2 separate regions of the Triticum aestivum genome follow, and region 2 is linked to region 1. Evidence: chromatin contacts called from public Hi-C data. All regions are on one chromosome and are shown on one strand. The core of a region is the stretch at or near the end of the contact, and the rest is flanking DNA. Distances in the headings are between cores, read along the strand shown. Region 1 holds the start of LOC123093285 (serine/threonine-protein phosphatase PP2A-4 catalytic subunit). Region 2 holds the start of LOC123093289.

Region 1 (3,794 bases), core at 682-3,181:
ACCATTCAAACTGAGATAATGACAGCTATTGAGCTATTGGGAAGATAATATCTATAGTACCTGCCGACTCTCATGGTTTCCGCGGAGGATTGTAATCCGATGTGGGTGGCGAACCTTCAGTGCTACCAAGAGCTGGATAAGAAATATCATCAAGTACATATAACATGAATTCGAACATGGTATCATTGGAAAGAATAGAGTAGTATCCACAAGTAGGTTGATTCTTACAGAAACAGTCTCAACAGAGTAGTATCCACGATCCACGTAATCCCCCATAAACAAATAATTAGTATCTGGACACTGAAAACAACAGGAAAAAAGGTCAGCCATTCGGAGATGTAATAAAAAATGCATTGTGTTAAAGCAGGGTGCATGGTAGGAAAGAATAAAGATCAGCTAACAACAGTAGTACCTTCCCGCCAATCCGGAAAAGCTCAACAAGATCATGGAATTGTCCGTGAATATCACCACAGATTGTCACTGGGCTTTTGACTGGCTGCAAAACAAAGAAAATGCAACACCTTAAAGCCAATGCTTATCTACAAGTGTACCTTATCACCATACAGGTAGATAATTTTAGATAATGTTTGTAACAATGCAGTGTTGAGGTGTCAGAGTGGAACTTTGTACCATTTCATGATATACATAAGAGCTAACAATTAAGCAGATGAAATGGGCGGGGAAGAAGAAGACCTTAAATTACTATGTTTATTTTAGCATCAGCAATTGCCAGTTTATGGGTTGAACAAAAATCACCAAAAGAACAGGATATAATTGAAAGCAAATTATTGATCAGAATGCCCTCGACACATAGGACTGAATAAAGGAAACAGCTATCTGAACAATACAATGACGATGCTGTTGCTTAGGCAGTGCCAAGATCCAAGACAGTATAATAAGCTCAAACAACCTTTGGAACCAGCTATGAAGATACCCAACGCGTGTATAAAAGATACACTGCACAAGTGAGATGAGAACTGATGGTATGTAATACCTGCACATTGCTTTCCTCCATCAATATCTCCTTAGCCTTCTCGCATAGTGCTTTAACCTGCACATGTGGGGCTGTAAGGACACAAGTCTGATTCCAGGAATGTGAGAAATAAACTCTATAAATGTTTGTGGGCATCAAATATTCCTGTTTCTGACCAACAACTCACACACTATCCACATCGACCCAAATGTATACGAACGACATCCTACAGGTGATACACTTGACCCTTCATTCTTTTTTGAGGAAGATGCACTTGCCCCTAAAGATGGCGTTTTCCCTACTGATATGGCAGTGGAGACAATAGGAGCTTGCAAAAATTCCTACTTTGACGCTACTTTAAAGCAACTATTACAGGAGATCTATCCCGAGAGACCAAATCTGAAGCACGGCAGCAGAATGATTCAAAAACGACCCTTGGACAGGCGCAAGCTAGACTCATATCTATCATCCTCCAAACCATCCAGCATGACAAACAGCACCCAAATCACCGGATCACGCCCCGAATCCAGGGCCTCGAACCAGCAGCCGAGTTGTCAAAAAACCCTAGAGGCGGCCGCCTTTGATAACAGATCAAAACGAGCATTCGCCAGATCCGGCGGCGGCGCCGGCGAGGGAGCGAGCGAGAAAGCCAGATGGAACGGCGGACAGAAGCGTGCGGAAATCTCACCTCTTGCTCGGCGAGCGGGCGGCACTGCAAGAGCTGCTCGATCTGCGCGTCCAGGCCGCCGCAGCCGCTGCTGTCCACGCTCATGGGCTCCATGTCCTCTGCCGCCCGCCTCCTCCGCCGCCGACCGGGGGAAAAGGCAACCTGAGCTAGAGCTCGTCGCCGGCGGCAAGGCGGGGCGAGAGGGAGGGAGGGGAGCGCTGGGTCGGGGCCGCGGAACAGGAGAGTGGGGAGTGAGACTGGGGGGGGAGCGGGGGAAGGAACTGGACGCGGACGGGAAGCCCATCATCCGCCACATGGGCCCAAATCTGTCCAGCGGGTGGGACCCACGCGCTCCGCGTCGCGGCTCGCAAGTGGCTGCCGGCGGGGGCCGAGCGCGTGCGTGGACCGGAGAGAGACCCGGGGCGCCATCCTTCTCAAAATTCGAGATTTATCGAGATCCGGAGGGGCTCCGTGGCCATTTGAGTAGCGACACACTTGATCCTAGTTGAAGATCGGCAATTGGCTTTCTCATCGCAGCATAGTATGATGACAACCTGTAAAAAAAATATGAGTCGGAAACATGTAATTTTAATCTCTTTTTCTTTACTATGAAAAGTGTAATTTAATCGAGTTTCTGAATTGATCAGAATATAGGGAAATTATCTTTAATCTTCATAAATTATTTGCCATAATTTAAATCTCCTTTTCTTTACGATCCAACGTGCAATTTAATCAAGGTTTTTTAACTCATCAGAAAATAGGGATATATCTTTTTCGATCAACGGGGGTAGAAACCTCCGGCTCCATACTAAGAAAGAAGAATTAAAAGCACCCCAAATCTAGAACATGTCCAGAATGTAACGATTTAGTCCAATAGTTGCAAAAGTGCACCACACCATTCTCAAACTTGCACTAGATGTGATGATTTGGTCATAGCCCAATCAGAGCGAGACAAGTGGCGCCCAAGTGGTCGAGCCGATCGTCCTCTGCACTTTTGCACATAACCCTTGCCTTTTTCTGAATTCAAGTCGCAATACACTGGACCTGAATTAAATTTGTCTCAGTATTTGTTCGCATTCGTTCGTTCAAGGGCGGCCAGGTAGTGTCATGTTGGGGGCGACAGCCACGGCAATCAACTGATGGCGTCAGCCACCACGGCATCATCGCCGTCACCGGAGTTCACTGGTGGTATGGAGGCACCTCCTTCCGCTCATCCCGTCCGCCCGTTCGGCATCTTCCCACCCGACTACTAGGAGTCTTCTGCCTCCCTCTGCTTTGCTATGTTCGTCGTCTACCTTCTTCTTACGTCCGTTCGGCTGTAAAACTAGGGTTTTGAGCGATGATTTTAGGCTAGGGTTTTGGCTGATAAAGTAGTTGTTTCGGTTGATAAAGTATGGGTTTAGGCCTAGGGTTCTTCGGTGAATATAGTCTCCAATGGATGTGGGTGCTTAAATGAAGCTCTTTTGTGCTCTTGAGATGATTTTGTCGGAGGCAAATTAGTGCTCATTTTTTGAACTTCTGCAGTTCAGTTATGCTCAATGATGTTTGTTGTGCAGTTTCAGTTATGCTCATGGTCATGCAGTTATGCCTGATACTGTAATTCAGTTATGCTAATGGTCATGCAGGAGAATTGCAGCAACTTTTGTAGTTCATTAATGATATAAGTTCAGTTTTTGCGGTTAGTTAACTGAATTTTGCTCAGTGCACATTTTTGCAGTTAACTGATTTTTTTTAGTTGTACAGTTCAGTTTTGTATGGCTGAACATTTATAGTTTAGTTATGCTCATGCTATGTTCAATTAAATTTGTAGTTGGAGTTGTCTTGCTGCTCTGTTTAGTACTTACAATGTACACTTTTTGGATCTGGTGTGTGATTCAGCGAATGGACAAAGGATGGCTACTCCTTTTTTACACCGGAACTTGAGCATTGTGGTATTTTTATGTGGACCAATCAGTAAGTTGGAGTGATGTCTACTACGCAACTTTATTCTTGTAGACTCGTGTTGGGCCTCCAAGCACAGAGTTTTGTAGGACAATAGCAATTTTTCCTTGAGTGGATGACCTAAGATTTATCAATCATTGTGAGACATAGGATGAAGATGGTCTCTCTCAAACAACCCTGCAACCAAATAACAAATAGTCTCTTGTGTCCCCA
Region 2 (3,794 bases), core at 498-2,997, 570 kb after region 1:
TCCGTCCGGCTAAATAGCTTGAAAAACGATCTTATATTGTGGGATAGAGGGAGTACAATTTACTGATGCTGCGAAAGAAAGTGATGACTGAGATTAATGGTTCAGAAAAGTTAACTGATGTGAAGTTGGCTTGTCAGCCTCATGGTACGCATACTAAGAAAAAAGTTGGCTAGCCAGATAGTATTAGCCAGGAAGGAATGAGGCCGAGTCTGACAGTAGACACAGAAGTTATCCTGAGATTAGCAGTCTCTGTATAACTGAATTTTCTTGTATCCATAATTTACAGTATTTACAACTATTGAGTCCTAAGTTACTGTCTTGTCAGTCATGTCGACGCACTGACGAATAACACGATACATTAGCAACTTATTATTGGTCGTGCGACAAGTTCGAAAGAATCTTCCATGAATAGTTACTGTTACCGGGCAGCAGCCAACGCCACCAGAAAAAAGAGAAGGAAAATGTGGTTCAGTGTTCGGGGGTCCTCCCCTCGGTGAGCTTCTCGGTGCGGTACTTCTTGAAGTCGGCGGCGAGGCCGGTATCGAAGTCGTGCTTCATCTGCTCCGCGAGCTGCCGGAGCACGGTGTCGCCGACGCCCCGGATGATGGGCTCCGGCACGAGCGCCAGCACCGGCGGCAGGTTGAACCCCACGCTCATCTCCACGTGGCCCCGCAGGCTCCTCCGCCCCTCCGGCTGCGGGTACAGCGAGCCCCGCACCGTCAGCGCCAGGTGCGACGGCATCGCGTCCCTCTGCAGCCCCTTCAGCTTGTAGTCCGTCTGCAACTCATATCCATCCATTGCATTTGCATCAGCCATGAGTTCAGGCTGACGATGACGATGGAGAAAATTAAAAGTGATGGTGGTGGTGCGCGAAAGTGGTTACCACTTCCATGAGGAGGAGGCTGGTGGCGTGCACGGGGACGTGGGGCGGGTACCCCACCCCGCCGGACCTGCTCACGAAGCGGACGGCGATCACCGGGCACGCCGACAGGAACAGGAACTGGATCGGCACCAGCTGCACTCTCCACTCCTCCTGTCAAAATTCAACATTCATCCATCGATCACCACGGAGCTACCTCCGTCAGAGTTGCCGTGCAGCTTCAGAAACGAAAACTTTGGAAGGAAGGAAATGGTGAAGATCACTCACGTCGTTGAGTTTGGTGCGCTTGCGCTTGTCCGGGAACACGGCCCCGACGATCCTCGGCCTGTTCATGAGGTAGTCGTCGATGGACGCCTGAGCAAAGAAAGAACCGAGCCTCAGCTCAGATCACCTCCCAATTATATTAGCACAAATAACACTAGCAGCGACGACTTACCCCTGGAGTCTCACCCATGGGGATGTCGGTGTTGAACCGGTAGGAGAAGGTGAAGAGATCCCTGGGGTTGACCTTCTTCTTCTCCGTCGCCTTGCCGCCGTACGATGGCGGCGGCTTCAGAGCGCAACTGGTGATCGCTCTCGACGGCGACGGCGACGACCACGAGACGCTCGGTGCAAAACCATTTCCTGATCTTGATCGGAGCGGCGCCGCCCTGACGCCGCTGCGGCCAGTGACCCTGCTTGCACGCGGACGAGCTGCAGCATGCCGGCACGTCGTGAGGCTCGGCGAAGTCATCCTCTGCTCGACAGATCTTTGTCAGAGTTGGGAGCTGCGAGTTCCCCCTGCTCGATCGCCGGCTGTGCCAATAAGTAAACGAGCTCCACGAGGGCATGGAGCAGAGTTGAGCATTCTTGCAAGTAAGGGCAACAGGGTCCGTCCGGGTAGGCCCTACACGCCGGCCGGTTTCTTCCAAGAGTTTCCAGCAAAGAGGTTTCAACTCTCGGTTGTTGCATTTCAACTTTTTCTAGTGGGATATTTGTGTCAAGCTCAGATTCAGTCATGGGTCAGGAGGGAGGGATACGTCTAGTAGTAGCAGTAACCCAGATGTATCTACAATTCTACTGCATGTAGAGGCTCAGAAATACGTGCAGTACTGTATATGTTTGCGCCTCGTGTTGTTGTGCTAAAGTTGACCCCTGTTTTGGAGGGAAGCGGAGGTTGGTTTACACGTGGGACCGAGGGGAGGGGTAAACCAAAGCTGAGGAGTCCCCTGCGTGCACGTATGCCTCGGCACGACGACCACGCAAAAGGGACACGCACGGCTCGGCAATCATACCAAATGCGTCCGTCCGTAATTCCGGGTGCTCCGAATTAAAGACTGTAGAGCTTTGTGCTTTTTTTTAGGGGAAAGCTAAATTTTATTCATCAAAGACTACAAAGGGTGGAATACAACTCGCATCATGGGGTTGGCCTAACCAGAGATGGCGCCCCGGACCGAGACTAAGTGAGTATTTGGCTAGTTTGTGTGCGTCGACATTAGCCGCACGACCTTCAAAACAAAAATTACATTGAAACATAAAAGCTCTAATATTAATCTCCTCTATGATAGAACTACTCCTTCCTTTGTCACCACATGAAATATTAGCTATCATTTGTTTGGAGTCAGATGCAATGACAAAGTTGTGGATGTTAAGATCTTCGGCCAGCGCCAACGCCTCCCGGCAAGCAATTGATTCAAGAATTGCTGGGTCCTCTAGGCTAGCTACCACCAACGCTGAACTACCAAGGTAATTGCTTTGCCCATCCCTGCATACTGCCGCAGCCGATCCACCGTTCCTCGCTCTCACTCCAGCATCTACCTGGATCTTGGCAAAACCAGCAGGGGGAGCCTTGGGACGAATCGCCCGTGTCTGCCCCGTTGCTGGAGCTCCACTTGTCCTCGTCGGGCTTCTCATGTTGATCATATTGAGTTCATCAATGAATCGCCTGACAAACGAATTAGTTGCTTGAGGCGATTGGAAAATTCCTTCATGAATAGCCTTGCGACGTGCAGTCCATATCGCCCAGAGTGTGACCGCCAGCAAAACAAATTGATCATGAGCGAGTGACTGCATGAAGGTGAAAAGCCACTGCTTGGCGTTGGGTTCCGTGTTCGATACCAGGCTTTGTGCTAGTTCCTCATCAACTAGTGCCCACACACATCTTGAACTAGTGCAGTTTACCAGAGAATGTCTTCATGAACCAGGAGAACCGCACAATCCGCATTGAGCATTATCAGCCATGTGTCGATTAGCCCGGACGTCCTCCGTAGGCAGAGAATGCTTCGATAAGCGCCAGAGAAACATCCTCACCTTTGCCAGAACCTGGGTCCTCCACAATGTTTTCCATGCTCCTTCCTCGACTGCAGTATTTGAGGTACCAGTCGTACCTTCAAGCCATGCCTCCAGTCGCTGTCTTGTTGCTACTAGCATACGATATGCTGATTTGACAGTGAAGTTTCCACTTGTTTCAAAATTCCAGCTCCAAAAATCCTGAAGGTTGCGGGTGCACACTGGGATCCCCAAAATGATGCTTGCATCCATAGGCATAAACACTTGGTTGATTAGCTGACTATTCCACGTAGCGCTTGTGTGGTCGATGAGCTCCGCAACCATGATCGGTGGATTAGGGTGAATGCTCCCATATGGTCGTAGCATCTCATCTCTTGGCAGCCACGGGTCCTCCCAAATGCGAGCAGATTGGCCGTTAGCAATTCGGCGGATGAGGCCTTGCTTAAGTGTATCCCTACCTTTGATAATGGCTCGCCATATCTGACTTGGATGGTTGCCCAAAGTCGCCTCCAGGATGATGGTTCCAGGGAAATATATGCTCTTCAACAAGCGGGCACTCAGGGATTCTGGTGCTTGGAGCAGTCTCCATGCCTGTCGCGCCAACATCGTCATATTGAAGAGTTCAAAATCTTTAAAACCTAGGCCT

What was found. A called contact is a pair of places that touch in the nucleus more often than the background predicts.
Region 2: a Hi-C map of leaf shows a contact between it and region 1, with 3 times the contacts expected there. The contact joins the promoter of LOC123093289 here to the promoter of LOC123093285 in region 1. A contact is called at or near these places in 2 of 5 Hi-C or Micro-C datasets (both in leaf).

What each region holds. Positions count from the first base shown.
Region 1 is chr4B:565,722,154-565,725,947 of IWGSC CS RefSeq v2.1, forward strand. It overlaps LOC123093285 (serine/threonine-protein phosphatase PP2A-4 catalytic subunit), which reads right to left and starts at 1,932. Exons shown (of 11, transcript XM_044515206.1): 1 at 1,662-1,932; 2 at 995-1,051; 3 at 413-496; 4 at 229-300; 5 at 61-132. The coding sequence starts at 1,754.
Region 2 is chr4B:566,296,818-566,300,611 of IWGSC CS RefSeq v2.1, forward strand. LOC123093289 reads right to left here and starts at 1,748. Exons shown (of 4, transcript XM_044515209.1): 1 at 1,317-1,748; 2 at 1,148-1,234; 3 at 884-1,033; 4 at 229-777. The coding sequence starts at 1,613. The coding sequence ends at 469.